2 separate regions of the Nomascus leucogenys genome follow, and region 1 is linked to region 2. The links are chromatin contacts, called in public Hi-C maps. All regions are on one chromosome and are shown on one strand. The core of a region is the stretch at or near the end of the contact, and the rest is flanking DNA. Distances in the headings are between cores, read along the strand shown.

Evidence for each region. A called contact is a pair of places that touch in the nucleus more often than the background predicts.
Region 1: a contact with region 2 is called in a Hi-C map of a lymphoblastoid cell line, with 3 times the contacts expected there. The contact joins the enhancer-like site here to the promoter of PTP4A3 in region 2. A contact is called at or near these places in 2 of 4 Hi-C or Micro-C datasets (a lymphoblastoid cell line and an unstated tissue).

Annotation. Positions count from the first base shown.
Region 1 is chr16:93,419,930-93,423,371 of Asia_NLE_v1, reverse strand. All of the region lies in intron 1 of PTP4A3 (protein tyrosine phosphatase type IVA 3), which reads right to left. Among named protein-coding and RNA genes, the nearest start is that of PTP4A3, 33 kb to the right of the region's middle. Within about 2 kb of position 1,996, the one cell type or tissue checked has an H3K27ac peak away from gene starts, as active enhancers do. A contact at or near this core is called in a lymphoblastoid cell line, where this site is marked.
Region 2 is chr16:93,387,314-93,390,738 of Asia_NLE_v1, reverse strand. It overlaps PTP4A3 (protein tyrosine phosphatase type IVA 3), which reads right to left and starts at 2,166. Exons shown (of 6, transcript XM_030795110.1): 1 at 2,082-2,166.

The DNA of each region.
Region 1 (3,442 bases), core at 747-3,246, 33 kb before region 2:
CTGTAATCCCAGCTACTCCGGAGGCTGAGGCAGGAGAATCACTTGAACCTGGGAGGCAGAGGTTGCAGTGAGCCGAGATCGCTCCATTGCCCTCTAGCCTGGGCAACAAGAGCAAAACTTCGTCTCAAAAAAAAAAAAGGCAGTGCGGTGGGACGCCCAGAAGGAGGTAAAGGTGGAGACAAGGATCCTGTCCCCGGTCCCGCCAGCCCCCACCTTGCCCAGCTGGAGGGAGCACAGGCTCTGAGTGTGGGTGAGGGAAGCCACCGTCTGCTAACAGCACACAAACACCTGGGTCCCTCCTGGGGCAGCAGGACGTCCCTGTGTGTGTGCACGCGGGAGCCGAGCTCATGTTTACAGAAAGAAAGGAGGAAAAGCACCGGAGAAGCCACAGTATTGGGCCTCTCCCTGAGGGGCTGACCAACCCCTCAAACCCACAGCTGCCAGGGACCCGGAAAGACCCCACAGGCACCAGCACGCAGCCTGGACCTGCTGCCTAGTGGCCCTGGACAGGTCCTCAGGGCTGCAGGCTATTGGGAGGGAGGAGGCTCTGAACCACCCCACACTACCCCCCACTGAAGGCCTAAGGATGCCACACATCTGCCGGAATCAGGGGGTTAGCCTGGGCTACGCTCAGGGGTCACAGCCCAGGCTAGAATGGGGTCGGGGTCCAGGGAGAGGCTGGACCAGGCTCGGCTGGGGTCTTGCCACACACCCCACTTGTCTCTGCAGCCTAGAGCCCCTACCCCCGCCCCAGGTGAGAGCAAAGCAATGATGTCCCGGCACCACTGTGTGGCTCTGCCCTGCCTGGTGGCTGTCCCCCAAGGGAGAACATCCCTCCCTAACCGCACGCCCCCAGTGAGGTCACCGGGTAGGGCCCTGAGAGCAAGGGTTAAGGATCCCCAGGGATGGGCACTAAGAACTCCCTGAAGCCGAAGCCTCAGGCTTCCCATCTGCGAAATGGCGACAGGTTGCTCCTGCCTCCCTGTGTCGTGAGCCGCTACCATCCCCACCAAGCCGCCGCCCACAGCACGAGGACCCACTGGCAGCCGTGGCCCCTCCTTCCCTCCTGCTACCAAGCCCTGCAGAACCCTTCCCAAGATCTGGCTCAGCCTCCTCGCACCAGCAGGCCCAGAGCCCTCAGCTATTTCTCAAGACCCTTTAAGGGAGAGTCCATCCTTGTCCCTGTTTGCGAGATGAGGAAACAAGCCAGGAAGAGGGGAGGACATTCTCCACCAGGGCCACACCAGGTGTCCAGTTAACTGGGTTCTCTCTGGCTCAAGTCTAGGAGGCAGGAACAGCACGGAACCCCCGTACAGAAAATGAAATCGAGGTTCAGGGAGGCCACCGCCCTCCTTCCCGATGACACAGCAGGTGAAAAAGTTTGAATCCAGCCCCCACTTCAGAGAGGGCCCCCCCACTGTGATTTGGGGGGATGAGGCTGGAGGCCCGGGGCTCAGTGGGTCTCAGGAAAAGTAAGGCTGCGCCGCAGTCAGGGCTGAGGTGGGCGCTCTGGGGAGTCCCGGGGAACCAGACGCGGGTGGGGTCGTGGTAAGGGGCGCGGCTCCCGCCCAGCCCTCCAGAGGGCGCCACCTCCTCCCCGGCGGGGCTGGGGTCCCGGAAGGCCTGGGTCCGCAGCGTCCCCACCTGCCAGGCTCACCCGCGCCGCAGGCGTCCCGCCGCCTCCATACGCGCCGGCCGGGCGGTGCCCACGGTGCTGGGCCTGGGTCGGGGCGCCACCCCTCCGCCGCGGAGCCGGCTCCAAGCGCTGCCGCCACCGCCGCCTGCGGCTATTTATAGCGCCCGGGCGTCACGTGGGGGGCGTGACCGGCTGGCGACCCGGCTGCCGGGGGCTCCCACACCTGCCGCCTAAATATAGCCGCGCCCTGCCCGGGAAACAAAGGGGCCGCGCAGGGCGGGCGCGGGGAAGAGGAAGCCCGGCCAGGAAAGGGAAGTGCGGGGCGCGGCGAGGGCCGGGGGCGCTGCCGCCCGGGTCCCCTCCTTCCTCCCGCCGGCCGGCCGGCCCAGCGCCCTCTCCCGGTGCGCGCCATCCCTAGAACCTCGGAGCTCCCCCTGGCCCCCTCATGGGGCTGCACGGGCCTGTGGGCTGGGGGTCCAGAGGGCAGGAGCCGCCGGGCCGCGCTCCTGGTAGGGAGGCCTGGAAGGAGCGCGCCCAGCTTTGGAAATGGAAATGCGGCCCCGCTGTGCAGGTGCTGTCCTGCACCCTGAGGAGGAGGGCGCCCGAGTCCCTCCAGTTCAGACCCCCTGCCCAGCTCACTAGCCCCACCGCCCGGGCACTCCTCCATGTATTTACTCAGCACCCACCGTGTGCCAGACACTGCTGTCCCCTCACTTAATCCTCACGATCCAGCTGTGGCTGGCTACGCTGGTCTCCCCTAGCGTACTGGTGAGGAAACTGAGGCACTGAAACGAGGAACACACTCAGGTAACACCGGCAGGCAGGATTCAGCCAGGCGGCGGGCTCCACAAACTCCGAGGCTCGGCACTGATGCCCCGTCTTCCAGGAAGCCCTCCCAGACCCTCTCAAGCAAACACCTCCCTGCGACTCCTGGCTCTGCCTCCCGGGAGCACTGTGCCGGGAACTCGTGTGCTCCCCAGACTAAGAGCCCCAGGGGTGCAGCTGGCATCACCGCCCACTCTGTGCCCACCCTGGCCACCCAGGGCCCTCAGAGCAGGGTGGAGGCGCACGGGTGGCACCCCCAGCACGGGGTCCCTGGAGGTGTGGCCTTGCTTGCAGCTCTCAAAACAACCTGGTCCCTGCAATCTGAGGTCATCAAGGGGCCCAGCTGAGAGCACGACCCCCCCTCCCACCGCCAGGCTCTCCCCACCCACACTTCCAGACAGCATCACCATCAGCCTGGCCCAGCTGTGCTGGCAACCCTCGCCTCCTCCCACCTCCAGGTGGGCAAGCAGGCAGGCGAGCCGAGGACAGGAGGGCTGTGACCAGTCTGAAGGGCCCCATGGGAGCCCCCAACCAAGGGCGCACCAAGCCAGGTAGCCTTGCCTGCCAGCTCATGGACCCCCAAGGGTGTGAGCTCCTTGGCAAGGACACCCACCCACGTGGGTGCACCCAGCACCACAGGGAGATGCTAGGCTGTGACTCCTGCCCAGTGCTCTCAGCTCACCACTTCCAGCAGCGTCTCCCTGAAGGTCCAAGACAGGAATGGGTCAGCTTCAGGGACTCTACCCCACCAATCTCCAACCTCAGCCACTTTCTAAGGATACCAGGCTAGATACTGCATTCCACAAGCAAGGCACTAACACCTGCCACACTGCACTGACAAACCATAACAGCTCAGAGAAGCTGAGCAACCCTTCTGAGTCACACAGCCAGAAGGCAGAGGAACCACATTTGGAGCTGGGTCTTGCAGCCCCCCAGAGACCCTGCTTATCCCAACCCTAGCCCTCTGGGAGAAAGGACCTC
Region 2 (3,425 bases), core at 917-3,416:
GTATCACTGCCATCTGGATGTAAGTCCCTAAGCAGGTCACGTGCATAGGCATTGGGCACCAGTGGACACTCTGCCCACCCTGGCGGAGAGCAGGAGGGCTCACACCAGCTTATGCCCCCCTCTCAGGCTGACTGTGTGCACCTCTGCCCAAGTCCTCAGCCAGTAAAGTCACGTCTGTGTAGCTTGGGAGTAGTTACACCACAGAAATTGGCCAATGCCAATTCAGGATTTGGTTAAGCATCTGTTAAGCGTGCCCTCATGTCATTTTTGAGCCCAGCCACCCATGGTGACTCCAACACCTCATCACCATCCAAACTGCCCACTTGTCTGAGAAAGAAGCCCACCCACCCGGCCTTCCTCCTGCCTCCCATGTCCAGTGCCTGACTGCATCAGCCAGCCACCCTCACCATGTCCTGGGCTGGTACTTGGGACAGAGAGGGGACCAGCTGAGGCCCCCAGCCTTACTCCAGAGGTCAGTGCAGGCTTCTGGGAGGGGGGCAAAGGCAGAGAGGAGCAGGCAGCTGGGGAAACTACCTGGAGGCTGCATCTCATCCCCGCCTGCATTTTCCCCCATCACGCCAACTGCCTGTGGGGGCCTGTCCAAAACCTACCCCACTCAGCCAGCCAGCCATGCCCCATCTCCAGGTCCAGCATTGGGCCTGGCACAGAGTAAGTGCTTGGCGAACCCATTGGGGGTGTTGAGGGGTGACAAACTTCCTAGCGGGGCTATTTGGAAACAGCCCAGGAATTCCTACACAGGGCAGCTTCTCCTCCTTAGTAACCACAGTGAGGGGGGCCGGCGTGGTGATGGGGAGACCCCCAATGCCTAATTCCACTCAGGTGACAGGCTTGGGGCCCCCCATTTACAGCAGCTCCAATGCCCCCGTTGCAGATGGGAACAACAAGGCTCTGCTTAGCCCTGCAGGCTAGGGGCTGCACCAGCTCCACCTTTCTGGGCCTCAGTCTCCTCATCTAAGAAATGGGGTTAACGAACTTCTTGGGAGGACTGCAGGAACTCTGTGAAGCACGGCTCTGCACAGGGCTGCCAGGAGGCTTCTGTCGGTGCAAGGTCACAGGCACCCTGTGTTCAGTGACCTCCTCTGGTCTGCAGCCGAGGACACTGCTCCATCCTGGGAGCAGGGCCCCCAGGGTCCACAGACTAGGTGAATGCCCAACACCCACCATCGTGTGCGGGGCACACCCCAGAGCCCGCAGGCAGAGGGGGGGGTGCAGCACGTGCCTTTCTGCCTTGGCTGAGGGTGCCCGGGCACACGCTGTGACCAGCTAGCCTGGACCTCACGCTGCCCTTGGAGCCGCTATCAGAGAGGGCCAGGGAAGCCTCCCTCATAAAGGGCTTCCCTCCGGGAACCGGCAGGGTGAAACTGCTCTGCCCACTTGGAGCTAAGCATGCCACCACCCCACCCCTGGGCCACCAGCTGCCCAGGGGCGTGTCAGGAGTCACCCGTTTAATTCCTGAGGCACGTGGATCAAGGCTGCTGACCTGATTCTACCGGGGTGTGCTTGGAGGGCTGAGGCGCCGCCCGAGTCCCAACACTAGTATGGTCTGAGGCGGACTCCACCCGGCCTGAGACCTGACGCTCTGCTTCCCCGTGACCTCCACTGACATGTACGACCTGCCCTGGAGGCACGGAAGGCTGTGGGGTTCCAGCCCCCCAAACTGTGCAGCTCAGGAAACTGAGCCGTGAATGGGGGCAGAGCCAGATCCTGGGCAGGACCCTGGGCAGGATGAACTCAGGGTAGGAGGTCTCCCGCGCACCCAGAAACGGGAGCGGGTCACTCCCTTCCAGCCATGGGTGTCCTGTGGCTCGCCTGGGGAAACAGCGGCCTCCCAAGGCTCGGCCCCGGCACGTGGCAGCCTCCAGGCCCACGTTCCCGCCGGATCGGCAGCCAGGCGCAGGGTCCCGGGACGCGCGGGCAGGGGGGAAGGCGGCGGCCCTCCCGGCTGCGCGGCCCCGAAGCCGTGCCCGGAGCGGGCGGCGGGCTCGCGCGCGGACGGCCCCCCACGCGCCTCCACAAAGCGCCGCGCGCCCCCGCCCCGAGCGGGCGCGGAGGAGACTGACCTGGCGGTCCAGGCGGCGCCGGCACCACGGGTGGAGGGCTCGGGACGCGCGCGCCCTCGCGCACAGGCGCGGCCGCGGCTCCACAGCCTTAGGGCGCGCGCCGGAGCCGCTGGGTCACGTGGGGGCACGGCCCAATGGGAGCGCTCCCCACGCCGCGGCCGCGCGCCCGCCGCCCCCCGAGGCCGTTCCTGGGCTGGGAGGAGGCGGCTGTGGCCGCGCGGGCGTCCTCGGAGGCTGACCTTGGCTCCTGTGCCTGGCGGGCGCCTAGGTCAGGTCGGCCTGGGGCAGGCGGGCGTCGGAGGGGCAGTTTTGAAGCCAGAGTGAGGAGGCAGAAGGCGGGATGCGGACGAGGCCAGGGAGTTCACGAAACTTCTGGAGTTCTCAGTTTCCCTCTAAGTCGACTACTGGCGCTGGGTCCCGTGCCGCCAGGTGGGCTGGCTGAGGGGATGGGCTGGGGCGACAAGACAGCAGTCACCCGGCCCGGGTACTTGGGGTCAGACCGGCTTCGAGGCCCCCGGACCCCCGTGTTATCAGGACGGGTAGGGAGCCCACGGGACACGCGGTGCTCAGTAGAGCGGGGAGGCCTGTGGATCGGGCCTGCCCAAGTGAGCTGCACCACCCCGTGCCTCCAGGCTGCGAGGCCCGCCCAGGGGAGGGCGGCATCTCAGCCTCTAGCTCTTGGGGACCTTGAGGACGTCCTGTTATGGGTCAGCCCTTCCTAGGGAGGCTTGTGGCTCCAGTTACTGGAAAAACCAGTGCTGGTTCACGCAGGAGGCCCCAGTACAGAGGGAAACAGAGGCAAGCTGGGGTCTGCCAGGGGGCCTCACCCACCCAGCCCTGTTCCATGCCAGTCCCTGGACCCTCGGCCCAGTCAGATGTTCAACTGCTCCAGCCCTGCCTCCACTTCCCTGAAAGATGCTCTTCCACCCATCCACCCTCAGCAGCCAGAGGGGCCCCAGGAAGATGGAAGTGAGAGCCGCCTTCCTCTGCAGAAGCCTCCAGGCAGCACCTCACTGGTGAAGGCCAGAGACCCTAAACTGTCCCAAGACCACCTGACCGGACTGCCTCCCTGCCACCTGGCTGCCAACCTCTCTCAGAGCGCCTGCAAGCTATTCCCCCAACCCAAAGTTTCCTTCCTAGCTAAGGGCCTTTGCACCTGCTGTTGCTTCTGCCTGGAAGTTCACCCCAGACTATCCCAGGGCCTCCGTCCTTCCCATTGCGTGGTCCCCATCAGCTGCTGCCGCCTCTGAGAGCTCAGCCTCCACTGGCCATCCTGTCTCTCAGCCCACTACACTGTCCACTCTGCCAGAAAGTCCCCCAATCAGTGACAACACAGGTCATGGT